Regions from separate parts of the Mus musculus genome. Here region 1 is linked to region 2. A link is a contact called in public HiChIP or PLAC-seq data. All regions are on one chromosome and are shown on one strand. Each heading gives the region's core, a stretch centred on a gene start, on an enhancer-like site or on the middle of the called end of the contact. The rest is flanking DNA. Distances are from core to core; before and after follow the strand shown. Region 1 has its middle 40 kb from the start of 2010308F09Rik. Region 2 holds the start of Usp9x (ubiquitin specific peptidase 9, X chromosome).

Region 1 (6,445 bases), core at 2,799-5,298, 140 kb after region 2:
CTTCTAGGGCGACTGATGGTAGCCAGGCTGCAGTTGTTGACAAAGCAGCGTGATTGATTTCTAATCAGACAAAGTCCTGTGAGCACCTGTGATGTGGGGAGAGTCACCTGCCCCCTCCCCTAGTCAAAGGTAGTCACAAAGGAAACTTGGTAAGCAGACGGGCAGTCCCTACCCGGTTGGCTTGGGGTGAGAGCACAGTGGGTATCTGAACTCAAGGTAGGACCAGGCCTGTAGCCAGGGCCAGGTGTAGGCTGCTCCATTTCCCACACCTTATCACAATCCTTGAGGATTTTATCTGGTCAAAATGATTAAAAAAAAAAAAAAAGCTGGGCGTGGTAGCACACGCCTTTAATCCCAGCACTTGGGAGGCAGAGGCAGGTGGATTTCTGAGTTCGAGGCCAGCCTCGTCTACAGAGTGAGTTCCAGGACAGCCAAGGCTACACAGAGAAACCCTGTCTCCAAAAAACAACAACAACAAACAAACAAACAAACAAAAAACAAAACAAAACAAAAAGACAGAAAAGGTGGTAAATTTGAAATGTTCTCTTTTAGGTCAAGTCAGGGGATCACCTGGTGTTGGCATCAGGAACTGGCTTTACAGTAGCTGGTATCATCCAACAATGACAATGACGTCACTCCTAGGTGACCAGGTAAGGACCTGCATGTCTGTTGCCATGGCACTCATCATATATTCCCAGAGTCCACTTGCCTGCCCTTACCTGTGCACAGTGGTGCCTGTAATTACATCAAGGTCCAAAGAAAAGACAGAGAGCCCCCTGACTGTCACTCTCTTTCGCTTTTCTTCTTTCTTTCTTTCTTTCTTTCTTTCTTTCTTTCTTTCTTTCTTTTTGTGAAAAAGAAAAAAATTTCTTTTTTGTCATCCCCCTTTGTTCTCCCACCCCCAATAAACCTCTCCCATGGAAATGTGCTGGCACTTACCAAGTGAGCTCTTGTCACAAAAAAATTAAATTAAAAAAACCAACAACAACAACAATCAACCAGGCTGGAAAGATGGCTCAGTGATTAAGAGCACTGAATGCTGTTCCAGAGGTCCCTGGTTCAATTCCCAGTCCGTACATGACAGCTCACGACTATAACTCCGAGATCTGACACTCACACAGACGTGCATGCAGGTAAAATACCAATGCATATAAAATAAAAATAAGTAAACTATTTTTTTTAAAAAAATTCAATCAAGATCTGACGCCCTCTTCTGGAGTGTCTGAAGACAGCTACAGTGTACTTACATATAATAAATAAATAAATCTTTTTTAAAAAATTCAATCAATGAAATCTCAAAGAGATAACTGATCACTAAAATTGATATCTTCCCAGGGCTGAAGACTATACAGCTCAGTGGTAGGGGGCTTTCGTAGGGGGTTCAAGAGCCTGAGTTCCACCCTAAGCAGTGGAAAGAGAGAAGGGAGGGGGGTGTCTCAAGAGATGCAGGGGACAGAAGGAGGGAGGGGGAGCTAGAGTGAGAAAACCGACTGGGTAGCACAGGCCTGTAGTCCGACCCATGAAGAATTAGGCCATGGCCAGTCTGGGCTCCATACTTCCAAGCTGGCTTGGGCAAATGAGATTCTGTTTCAAACAAAACAAAATAGATAAATAACAATAAAAAGGAATAAAAGCAGCTGTATTTCTTCTTGGACTACTATCCAGAGTTAGAGAGAGAAAGTGAAGGCCTGGCAGGCAGGGCTAGGGGTTTGGTTTCCAGGGCAAGTGAAGGCCAGGGTTGCCTTGGGATGCCCATGGGGTCTTCAGAAAAGTACCACCTGTGCTCCTTTGTGTCAGTACCAGAGGTCAGACCCCCTCTCCCTTTGCTATTTTCATTATGGATTCAGATACTTGAAGATTTCTTTTACAAAAGGGCAGCCTTTCAGACCTGCCCCCTGCCACCAGGCCTGCAGTGTCTCTGGGTAAGCAACTGGAAATTCGGTAACAAACATACCTGGGGGTGGATTAGTTTATGTATGCTCCTACAAGAAAACAGACCAACTTTATTGATTGTTGTGGCACAGACACACACACACACACACACACACACACACGGAGAGAGAGACACACACAGACAGAGAGACACAGAGAGAAGGAGAGATGAAAGAGAAAGAGAGAGTGGTGTGATACGTGTGTAATTTCAGAATTTGAGATGTGGAGGGAAGAGGACTGGAATGAGTTCAAGGCCATCTTGGGCTACTTGATTCCCTGTCTCCAAAACAAAACCAGACAACAACAATACAGAACAAAGAACAAAACTCAAAACCTAATAAATAAATAAATAAATAAATAAATAAATAAATAAATAAATAAATTAAAGAAAGAAAGAAAGAAAGAAAGAAAGAAAGAAAGAAAGAAAGAAATGACTCTAGCTGGGCTGTGGGAGACTGTTTGCTCCTGAAAGGTCTGGATTACACGTCCAGTGGCCTTGGAGAACCAGGCATTCCTGGAAGGAGGGCTGGGAATGGAATTAGGATGGGAGAGAAGTGGGAGGAGAGAAATAACAAACCAAGACAAAGTTTCTCTGACCATGGCTCAAATTGTAATTTTTCAGCTCTGCATTTCTATAGGCAAAACCACAAAACGGAGCCCCTTTGTTTCAGCTGGGTTTGAGTTGCAAAGGAAGCTCTCAGCAGCTCAGCGGGCGGGCAGTCTCTTTCCGCTTGGGCAGGACGCCTGGCTCCAGCGGTGGCGACTTGTTTAGCCAACTCAAGGCTGGGGGAAGGGCCCACATTCCTACCCTGTAAAAGAGAAAAACACAACCAAACAGCACCACAAACAACAGATTACAGGATTGCCACCCCAGGAGTCTTTGGGTTTGTTTGTTTGTTTTTAGATGACTTTTTTCTTTGGTAAGAATGTTTCATTTGTGTCTATGGCCTTGGAGTTAGAAGAGGACATGGGATCCCCTAAGACTAGAGTTACAGCCGGTTTTGAGTAGTTATGTGGGGGCTGGGAATGGAACCCGGGTTCTCTGGAAGAGCAGCCAGTGCTCTTAACAGGTCACCAAGCCATCTCTGGAACTGTCCTGTAACCACCTTTAAAATGCACATTTTGGTGAGGGGAGACTAGCATAACTCTAGATCTAGGGGTAACAATGACTGTGGCCTCTTAGGACATAGTACTTATGTGCCCACATACACAAATAAAAATAAAAACAGTAACAACAACAACAACAAAATAATCCAGCTCAGAGAGCTGGGGCTGTGTCTCAGTTGCAGAGTGCATGGCCGAAGAGTCCCCATTAGATCCCGTATCACCAGAGTAAGGGTTAACCAGCAGAATCCCTTGGCGGGTTGGGGTTACTAAAGTGTGTCCCAAAGATTACACCATCATACCATCATACAATAGATCTCCCGAAAGGAATTTATTTGGGTGGGAAGAGATGGGCTAGCCCAGACAACAAGAGACAGAGAGACAGGGTGAAAGAGTAGGCCGCGATGGGGGGGGGGGGCTGGCTTTTAAATGGTATGCCCGTGGCATTTGGCAGCTGGTGATCATAAAGCTGCTGGCCCTGAGGCGCTGAAGGCAGGCTGGGCCACAACCAGTACCGGCCACAGAAACCAGCTGTTGGCAGAAGTATCGGACCTGCAGTCTGGGATGGTGTGCCCACCCTGGGGCGTGGTCCCACCTGGTCACAAGTAAGATGCCTCCAGCCCTGACCCCACATCATCTACTCACGCAGCTCCCCTGTCCCAGCCAACAGCAACTTGTTCGCCCTGGGGTCTTACTTCTGTTAAGAGTCCCTACCAAAGGCCTGGGGCAAGGGTCTCTTCCTGATCTCCATAGGAGTCTCTGGTCTCACAATGTTTCTGTGTGGGTTCAGTGGTGACGAGGATTAGTTATGGATACACAGAGGCTGTGACACCTGCCAGCTCTGTGCTACTTCCTTTAAGGGCCTGGCCCCACAGCCACGTGGACCTTTGTCCATAGGGGTGGCGAGGAAGCCACACTGTTCCAGCAACCTGATCTTTAACAGAACAGCATCTGTCAGGACTCCGCGGCTCTCTGCCTGGCCAAGCCGGCACACTTTTTGTTGCCAAAGATGGGTGGTGTCACCGGAAGTCTAAGGGAGTGTGGTTCGGAAATCCCCTTGGAAAACCAGCTCTTGTGCCAGACCTCGCTTGACGTTAGGCTCTGCTGCCCTCTAGTGGCCGCAGGGTGGCATGAACCACGAGGGGTTGGAGACGTCTGCTCAATGGCTTGGGAAGTGGGGGAAGGGAACTGTGGCGGTTGCGCAGATCCAAGTGCTTTGTACCCACGACATCTTAGATTCTGCTGCGTCCCCCAACCCCCGATTTTTTTGCCCTTTGTTAATCAGAACTCAAAAAGCACCTAACCCTTTTACATATCCAGAGCACGAAGCCGGAACTAAGGCTCAAGCATCGGGCTCCTTGTTTGCTGGAATCCCCCAAAATGAACGTAACTGTCATACCATACATGTGTGTAAAATTGGAGAAAGGGGATGATATGAGCTTAATTGGTTAAGTGGTGGCTGGTGTATATCTGTAATCCTGCCACTACAGGGGCACAGACAGGGGATTCCCTGTGAGTTCTATGCCAGCCTGAACTATCCCAGTTTAAAAACAGAACTCTGCTATCTCCCCCACTATGACTCTCCCTTTGTCCCATTCCCACAGGCTAAGGGACTTCTGGATCCTGAGAACTCGAGTTGGCGATACAGTTGGAATGACTTTAATGGACCATTATATTTCCATATATAGGAATTACTGGCCATCTTAGGACAGGAATGCTTTCCAGGAATAATCTGCCTGCCCACCTGGTAACGCCACCCTGAGCCACAGCAGTTGGAAAGTAGGTGGTGGAAGAGAAACAGTGTTTCAAGTATTCAGAGCCAAAAGAGGGTCTGTGAAAAGTTATCCCAGCTATTAGTTATGAGACTGAGAGAGATGCCTCAGTGCTTTACAGTACTAATGGCTCCTCCAAAGGACATGGGTTCAATTCCTGGTCCCCATATGGTGGGCTCCCAATTATCTGTAACTCCAGTTCCAGGGGATCCACTGCCCTCTTCTGACCTCCTCAAGATCTGCATGCAGGTGGCACACAGACATGGAGGCAAATCACCCAGCCACAGTGAGACCTCATCTCAAAAGATTCAAAGAAAAGAGGGCTGTGGGAATGGTGTTGACATCAAGGATTTGAATAGAGAGCACCAGCCCAAATCATCATGGTCAAATTAATTAAAGCAAGCTTACCCCCTGCCCTACCCCCGCCTCCACTCACACAAGAGTTTTTCTCTGTAACAGTCCTGACTGTCTTTGAACTCACTCTGTAGACCAGGCTGGCCTCGAACTCAGAGAGCTGTCTGTCTCTGCCACCGGGGTGCTAGTATTAAAGGTGGGGGCCACCATAGTCCACTGCAAACCTGCAAGCTCTTTTTTTTTTTTTTTAATTCATGTGTATACATGGGTTGCCTCCTCTAAGGTGGAATTCAAGGAGTCAGCCTTGGATGTGAGGGAGATAATGTTTTTATAGCTTAGGGGTAGGGGCTTTCCAAATGGGGGATACGACAGGCAAACAGGCAGGGTTACAGAAGCAGAGCAGAGCATAAGAAATTGGTCTTGGGCTGGTGAGATGGCTCAGTGGGTAAGAGCACCCGACTGCTCTTCCAAAGGTCCAGAGTTCAAATCCCAGCAACCACATGGTGGCTCACAACCATCCATAACGAGATCTGACTCCCTCTTCTGGAATGTCTGAAGACAGCTACAGTGTAACTTACATATAATAAATAAATAAATAAATAAATAAATAAATAAATAAATAAATCTTAAAAAAAAAAAAAGAAATTGGTCTTAACAACTTTTGAAACAAGGACATGGTTGCAAGGTGGTCATAATAACCTTTTGAAACAAAAAAATAGGGTTGTCACATGGTCATAACTTTTTGGAACAAAGGCACAGTTGCTGTTTCCTGGAACAAGCAGTATAGAACCATTTGAAGGAAAGGTTACAAGTGGGGCATAGCCCAATCCTTGAGAAACAGTTTTAGCCATAAATACGATGGAGGCAGGATGGTTCATCAAGGGTGCAGCAGGCAAGAACACTACCTGCTCTTGCAGAGGATCCAGGTTTGATTCTCGGGGTCCATGTGGCACCTTTAACTCCAGTTTTAGGGAATCCAATGGTGTCAGCTACACACAAGGTGACATACATGCCCGCAAAACACTCATACGCATAAACATTAAACAAACAAAACTTAAACTATCAGAAAGGGTTGGGAAACATTCCCTCCTAGAGGCCTAGGAGACAGAGTTGAAATGCTGACGTCACATGCTGAATCCTGAACCATGTAAGGTTCTAAAAGGCTCTCTTTCTTCGGCTAGAAGCAGCCAACAATCACTGGGGGAGGAAACTGACCAGCTGCCAAAAGGAGATCTCTCAGACCTGTCCAATTGTCCATCTGTCCAGTTAAGCAGAGGACTTCA
Region 2 (6,065 bases), core at 699-3,198:
TTTCCTATCTAAAGTCAAGGCTAGAAATACCTATCCGTCTGTTTCAGAGGGTTCTGAGGATTAAATAAACCCACCATACCATGTACTTAGCAAATTAAGAGTGTTACATGGTTGGTAGGCTCTCTCTGGAGGCTCCATAAGCAAGGGAAAGCATGCACGGAAGTAATTATATAAATAAGATTGCATGTGGTAAGAGTTATAAGGACTATAAATAATGTGTTTAGGGTAAGCTATTAGTTTTGTGGTGAAAACAGTCTTGTGCTGTATAGAGAAATGGTTTCAAAAAATTACACCGGCAACATGCTGTCCCCTAAATTCTTTGGGATTCCATTTAATATTCCTTTATTAGAAATGACTGTGTTGGGCTGGAGAGATGGCTCAGCGGTTAAGAGCACTGATTGCTCTTCCAAAGCTCCTGAGTTCAATCCCCAGCAACCACACCGTGGCTCACAGCCATCTGTAATGGGTTCCAATTTCTTCTTCTGCTGTGTCTGAAGACAGGTACAGTGTACTCACATACATGAAATAAATAGAAAAAAATTTTTTAAAGAAATGACTGCTTATAGCATAAGTTCATCTATTCTATATGAAATGTAATTAACTTTATAGTATTTTATAATGATTTTTAAAGATTTGCTGCCAACAGGCATTTTTAAGTCAAAATGAAATATCGATCAGTAATTGTATTCATTTTCTCTTCATTTGTGAATTTTAGGTAAATTATAGAATCGTTTCAAACCTACAACGTTTGAGATTGCTCTGTTAAGTTCTTCCTCCGCAGCTTATAGTTCGGAGTCTCAATATGCAGAAAATAGTCCCTGACATAGCGGATGGGTTCATAAGTCCCTCCCAGGTTCTCACACTGAATGGTGTTGATGATATGGCAATAGAAGTTCATTTTGCTACATTTAGTATTACTGAGTAGCTAAGGTGTCTAGGACGGTGTATAATTTTTTGTCTTTACTGTTGTAAGGATTCCGGTGTCCAAAATGTTCTCAGTCCCAGTCACTATGCCTTTAAGACTGACGAAATGCTTTTAGGTACTGATGCTGCAGGATCGTGTGAATGAGCTGCTTAAAGCGCCTCCCTCAAAGTGGAGTGGGAAGCAGCTCCCCCCACCCCCCGCGACCCCGCTCTGGAGTTCAAGCCACACCTTCCCCCTATCGGCTGGGTGCAGGTGGCCAAACCCTCAGGACCTGGCACCACTGCTCTGTGGCTTGTCCTATCCTCGTGTCACGTGACATGGGTCAGCTGCGCAGTCGAGACCCTCAAGCAAGGCGGGTGCAAACGCCTAGCACCGGGACCCAGGAATCTAGTCTTTCCGTCACCCCCCCCCCCCACTCCCCAACCAATCCTCCGAACCATCCCGGAAAAGGGGGAGGCCGGTGACGTCACCATCCGGGCACTGGATGGTGGGGCCATGGTTCACAATGGAACAAAAACAAGCAGCCCTAGTCAAACTAGCGACGCGGCTGCAGCTTGCGTGCTTATTAACCCTTTCCTGTCCACATCCCTGCCATTCCCGACAGTCAGTCCCTTTGCCCAGGCCGCATGCCGGATCTCTCCCTTCCCCCCACTCCACCCTCCTCTTTGGAGTGGTCCGAGTCCTTCGTCAGCTCTCGGTTCGGTCCCCTACGGTTTGTAAGGGTCTCTGGCTCCCTCGCATGACCCCCTGCAGTGGCCGTCCGGAAGCGATGGTACGATCTTTCCCTAGCATTGTCTTCCCCTCCCCCACCCAGCTCGCAGTGTTCCAGGCGACGGGGCCTTGTCTGGGCCCCCTAGTGGCCCACAGCGCTCTTCCTTTCTTTCCCTCAACAGCCTGAGGTGGACAGGGAGAGGGGGCAGCTGGCCCAGAGGGGGGCTGGGCAAGGGGAGGGGCCGGGCCGGGCGCTGAGGGCGGGGCTTGGAGGGGGAGGGCCCTGATGGGGGCGGAGAAGCGCTGAGCCTTGGGCGGTGCTGAGACTAGTGGGAGTCTGCGCTGCCGCTGCTGTTGCTGCCGCCGTCGCCGCCGCCTCCGACACTGCCACCGCCACCGCCACCACCACCGGCCGTGCGGGTTTTCTTTCTTTTTCTTTCTGTCTTTTCTTTTCTTTCTTGATTTGTTGGGTTCGCCATATTGACGAGGCTGTGGTACCCAAGGCTGCGGAAGCTAGAGTCCGCCGGTGGCGGAGCCGCAAGCTCTCGGTAAACGGCCCATTGGGGCCCTCCTCCCTGTCCCAGCGAACCCCCTCCCTGCCTGCACCGGCTCCCAGGCCTCGCGGGAGTCGGCCGCCGCCGCCTCGCCCTCCAGGGAGGCGGCCGCCTTTACCGCCCCAGGGCTTGGGGTGGGTGACGGGAGTGAGGACAGGAGCGGTAGCTAAGCGAGCAGGCCTGGAGTGGGGGGACAGAGGCGGCGACTAGGGGAAGGTGAAACTGCCGCTGCAGGAGGAGGAGCAGGAGGAGGTGACGCAGGAGAAACGCACCGCCCGGAGCTTGTCTGAGCTCAGCGCCCGAGCCTGAGGGGAGAAGGGGGAAGAGGGCTGCGGCCGGCCGAGAGGGAGGCGGCGGCCGTGGTCACCGCTGCCCTAGGGCGGCCAGGGTGAGGGCCAGACCCCTGGTCGGTACGCGTCGCGCGTCGCGAGCCCGCCCGCCATCCGCAGCCTCTCATATTTTTGTCCCTCGCCAGCCCCCGGCTTGGGATGCTCCCAGGTTAGGCCCGGTCCCGGGATCGAGCTTTTGCATCTCGTCTCCCGCCTCCGCGTGGCCCGCTTCGTAGGAGACTCCCGGGTTGTGTTTGGTGAGTACCGAGCCCGGCGGCGCCCAGGGCCTCCGGCTGGCTGGAGGGCTGGGGAGGACGGCGCGAGGGGGTGTGTGTGCGTAAGCGGTCCTCCCTTGGGGGCCTGGCTGCCGGGGTTGGGGGTCGCCCCGAGCCCCGGCCGTCGCGGGCGCGCGCGAGCCTCCGTGGTGCGCGCGGCCGGCGTCCCGCGAGCGTGTGTCCGTGTCCGTGAGTGAGCGTGGCGCTGTGTGTGCGTGTGTGTTTTGGACTGGCAGGGAAAATGGCTGACGGCTCCGGCCCTCCCCCTTCCTCCCCCTTCCCTGCCTGACGGGAGTGGAGAGGAGGAGGAGGAGGAGAAGGAGGAGGATGGAGACTCCGGCGCGCCGTGCCGCCCCTCCACCCGCGCGGGAGGTCGGTCGGGAGCGCGCGGGGGCGCGGGCACGGCGCGGGCGGGGGCGGGGACGGTTGGTTCGCGCGCCCCTTAACCCGGCGGCGGACGCCCTCGGCCTGTTCCACTTGACACCGAACGCCATTACTGAGGTGGAGTGATTTGGAGCGGGAGCGCTAGGCCCCGGCGACGCCTGGCTATCAGGCCCGCGGACGAGTTGGCCTCCTCGCCGCCCTCCCGCGATAACCCGCAGTCGCTCAGCGGCCCAGTGCCCTGAGAAGGCCGAGCCGGTTATCGCTCCCCCACACCTCCCTCGCCCCCTCCGGCTGCTCACGGTGGGCCAAAGGCCCGGAAGGATGTTTTGATGCCGAAATCGCTTCCAAGCGACAGTAGACCGACCACCTTTGTATTTTTAGCTGTTCCTGAAGGAGGAGGAAAAAACGAAGACGAAGAAAGGAAATACTAGTATGTGCAAGTTTGTAACTGATAAAACCTTGAGATGCTGGTGATGTGAGGCTGCAGGCTTGATAAATGGCTTGTTTTTCATTCATTGTGAAATATTTAAGTTAAACAGGTGCGAAGCTGGGGGTTTTGTTTCTGTTTGGATTTCTTCAGAGACTGGAAGATAAGATTTTTAGATACGACGTGCTTAAATTATTTTGAAAGTTCTGTAGTTAACACCGTTAATTGAATTTTCACAGCCACAGTTTACAGGTGTGTGTAATTGCCACAGAGGGTCGTTGATTGTAAATGAAGGAATTGTGGGGTTTTGGTAATATTTTTGTTTCTGTTAGTAGGAGAGGCACTCGAAATAATTTTTTTTTAACCTTAAAACCCACCAGCCTTGCATCTCTCTTTTTTTGTATAATTTGACTTATGAAGAATTATTTTGGGTGTACTTACGTGGGAACTCTGTAGCCAGTAATAAAAGAGCTCATTCGCTTCATTTATTATAAGGATTGGTTAACCATGACTAGGTTTGACACTTGAGCTTAATTAAAAATAGATACTACAAACTCTTCTTTAGATCCTTCTAGTCTACTAAATCATCAGGCTGCCATTTTGGCTTCAGCAAAATGTCTTTCAATTCTTAGAAGATTTAGGTATTAAGTATACAGACATAGCAACATTTATTTTTGCAATGTTTAAACTTACTTGCTTTGTCATACTTGTGACTTTAACCCTTTATACTTTATTGTTCCAGTGTTTGGGTAGAATGAAAGCCAGAAGTATTTGGAATTTAATGTTTCAAGTGTGAAAATAAGAAGCAAAAGTATGTTTTGTTTTCTCTTACTAAAAAGTCTGTCTTTTGAGCTATATGAATGTCTTCATGCTTTTTCTTACCCCTCCCACCCCCTACAGAAGTATGCCGTCATCTTACTGTTCTGCTGTTGCTTCCTTTTGTTTGCTGACCTTGGTAGAATCGAAGGGACTATCTGGAAGGGTTAAGGACCAGAACAGCATGGACAAGAAATCTTAGGTTTTTTTAAAATTTTTCTGAAAGTAACTTTGAAGAGATTTCCTCCTTAAATCATGGAGCATTTCCTGGGGATCCCTTCATTTCCTGCCTATCAGTGGAATGCTCCATCCAGTAGGATTTACCTTGGGTCTTTTGTCTTTTAGCATCTTGAAATACATTTCCTGATACTCTCTAGAAGAGCAATTTAGTGGTGTCTCTTCAATTTCTTTTTTGACATAATTATAATTAAAGCTACTTACAGATGTTTGTCATATGCCAGTCATTTAGTTATTGATGAGTTAGACACATGAAAACATAATATTCGTTTATTTTTTTCTATTTAATGGATGGATTTTTAAAGTTTTTATATTTCTAGAATTTTATTATTGGAACCAGTCTTTGTTTAAAGCAGGTGAGAGGAAATTACTTGAACTATATAGTGATGTCTGGGGCTGGAAAACCGGCTCAGTAGTTACGATTAGAGTTCCTGCAGAGAATACAAGTTGGAGTTCTAGCATCCACATCAGGCAGCCCACAGACTGTAACTCCAGTTCCGGGGGATCTGACACCCCTCTGACATGCGCACACACACACACACACACTAATTTAAAATTAACCCACATGGGCTGGAGAACCAATGGCTCAGTGGTTAAGAGCACAGACTGCTCTTCCAGAGTTCAAGTCCTAGCAACCACATGTTGGCTCACAAACCTCTGTAATAGGATCTGATGCCCTCTTCTGGTGTATCAGAAGACATTGACATTGTAGTCATATACATAAAATAAATAAGTAAATAATTAAAAAATAACACATGTATATATATGGATTAGTCTTTGGTCCCCTATGAAGTGAAATATTTTGTGGTTGTTGAACTACTTGAATTTTATTTTAAAAACACAATACTTTTATTATTTTGCATATTATGTTTCTTTTCTTGCTGATAAGTTTTCTGAATCTTGAAATTGAGAAACAAGTCTAGTTTCCCTTTCATTGTTTTAGGATCTGCATCTTTGAGAACCATGTTATTTGTTGCTGTCTTGTGCTTTTACAAGTGTTTGGGAAGGATTTGCTTCATTCATACTCTGGATGTTAGACTCACTTGCAAGTGGTTTTGTTTATCTGATATGGGACTGAATAGAAGCTATATTTTAAGAGTACTGTGAATGATTCTGATACTGTATCAGTTAAAACTGTGGGGCTGTTGCATATTGTTATAGATCTTTTATAGATAAATACGGAAATGGAGCTTTTTCTAACTGCTTTCCATTTTCAGGATAATTAGCACTTATTTAGTATTAGTTACACTGCTAATCATTTAAACATTCTCATTTATTACATTATATAGGTATTATTGTTATTATACCAGTGGAGGGCCTGCCATCTGTCATACTTAGCTAGTGGGACTTAAGTTTAACTTAAGTGCCATATTAGAGAAATGATACTGACTACTATTTTAAAAGAAA

What was found. HiChIP or PLAC-seq counts read pairs in DNA pulled down with a chosen protein or histone mark.
Region 1: a contact with region 2 is called in an H3K27ac HiChIP or PLAC-seq map of epiblast stem cells. The contact joins the enhancer-like site here to the promoter of Usp9x in region 2. A contact is called at or near these places in 10 of 484 Hi-C or Micro-C datasets (CD4 T cells, the HL-1 cell line, the N1E-115 cell line and 3 more), 9 of 115 datasets of contacts at active chromatin or transcription factors (the SCID.adh cell line, effector CD8 T cells, embryonic stem cells and 3 more) and 4 of 9 other capture datasets (adipose tissue, embryonic stem cells, liver and 1 more).

The regions. Positions count from the first base shown.
Region 1 is chrX:13,204,068-13,210,512 of GRCm38.p6, forward strand. No RefSeq gene overlaps it. Among named protein-coding and RNA genes, the nearest start is that of 2010308F09Rik, 40 kb to the right of the region's middle. Within about 2 kb of position 4,049, at least 154 of the 459 cell types and tissues checked have an H3K27ac peak or open chromatin away from gene starts, as enhancers often do. A contact at or near this core is called in the HL-1 cell line, the N1E-115 cell line, the SCID.adh cell line and 6 more, where this site is marked.
Region 2 is chrX:13,069,550-13,075,614 of GRCm38.p6, forward strand. It overlaps Usp9x (ubiquitin specific peptidase 9, X chromosome), which reads left to right and starts at 1,949. Exons shown (of 45, transcript NM_009481.2): 1 at 1,949-2,184.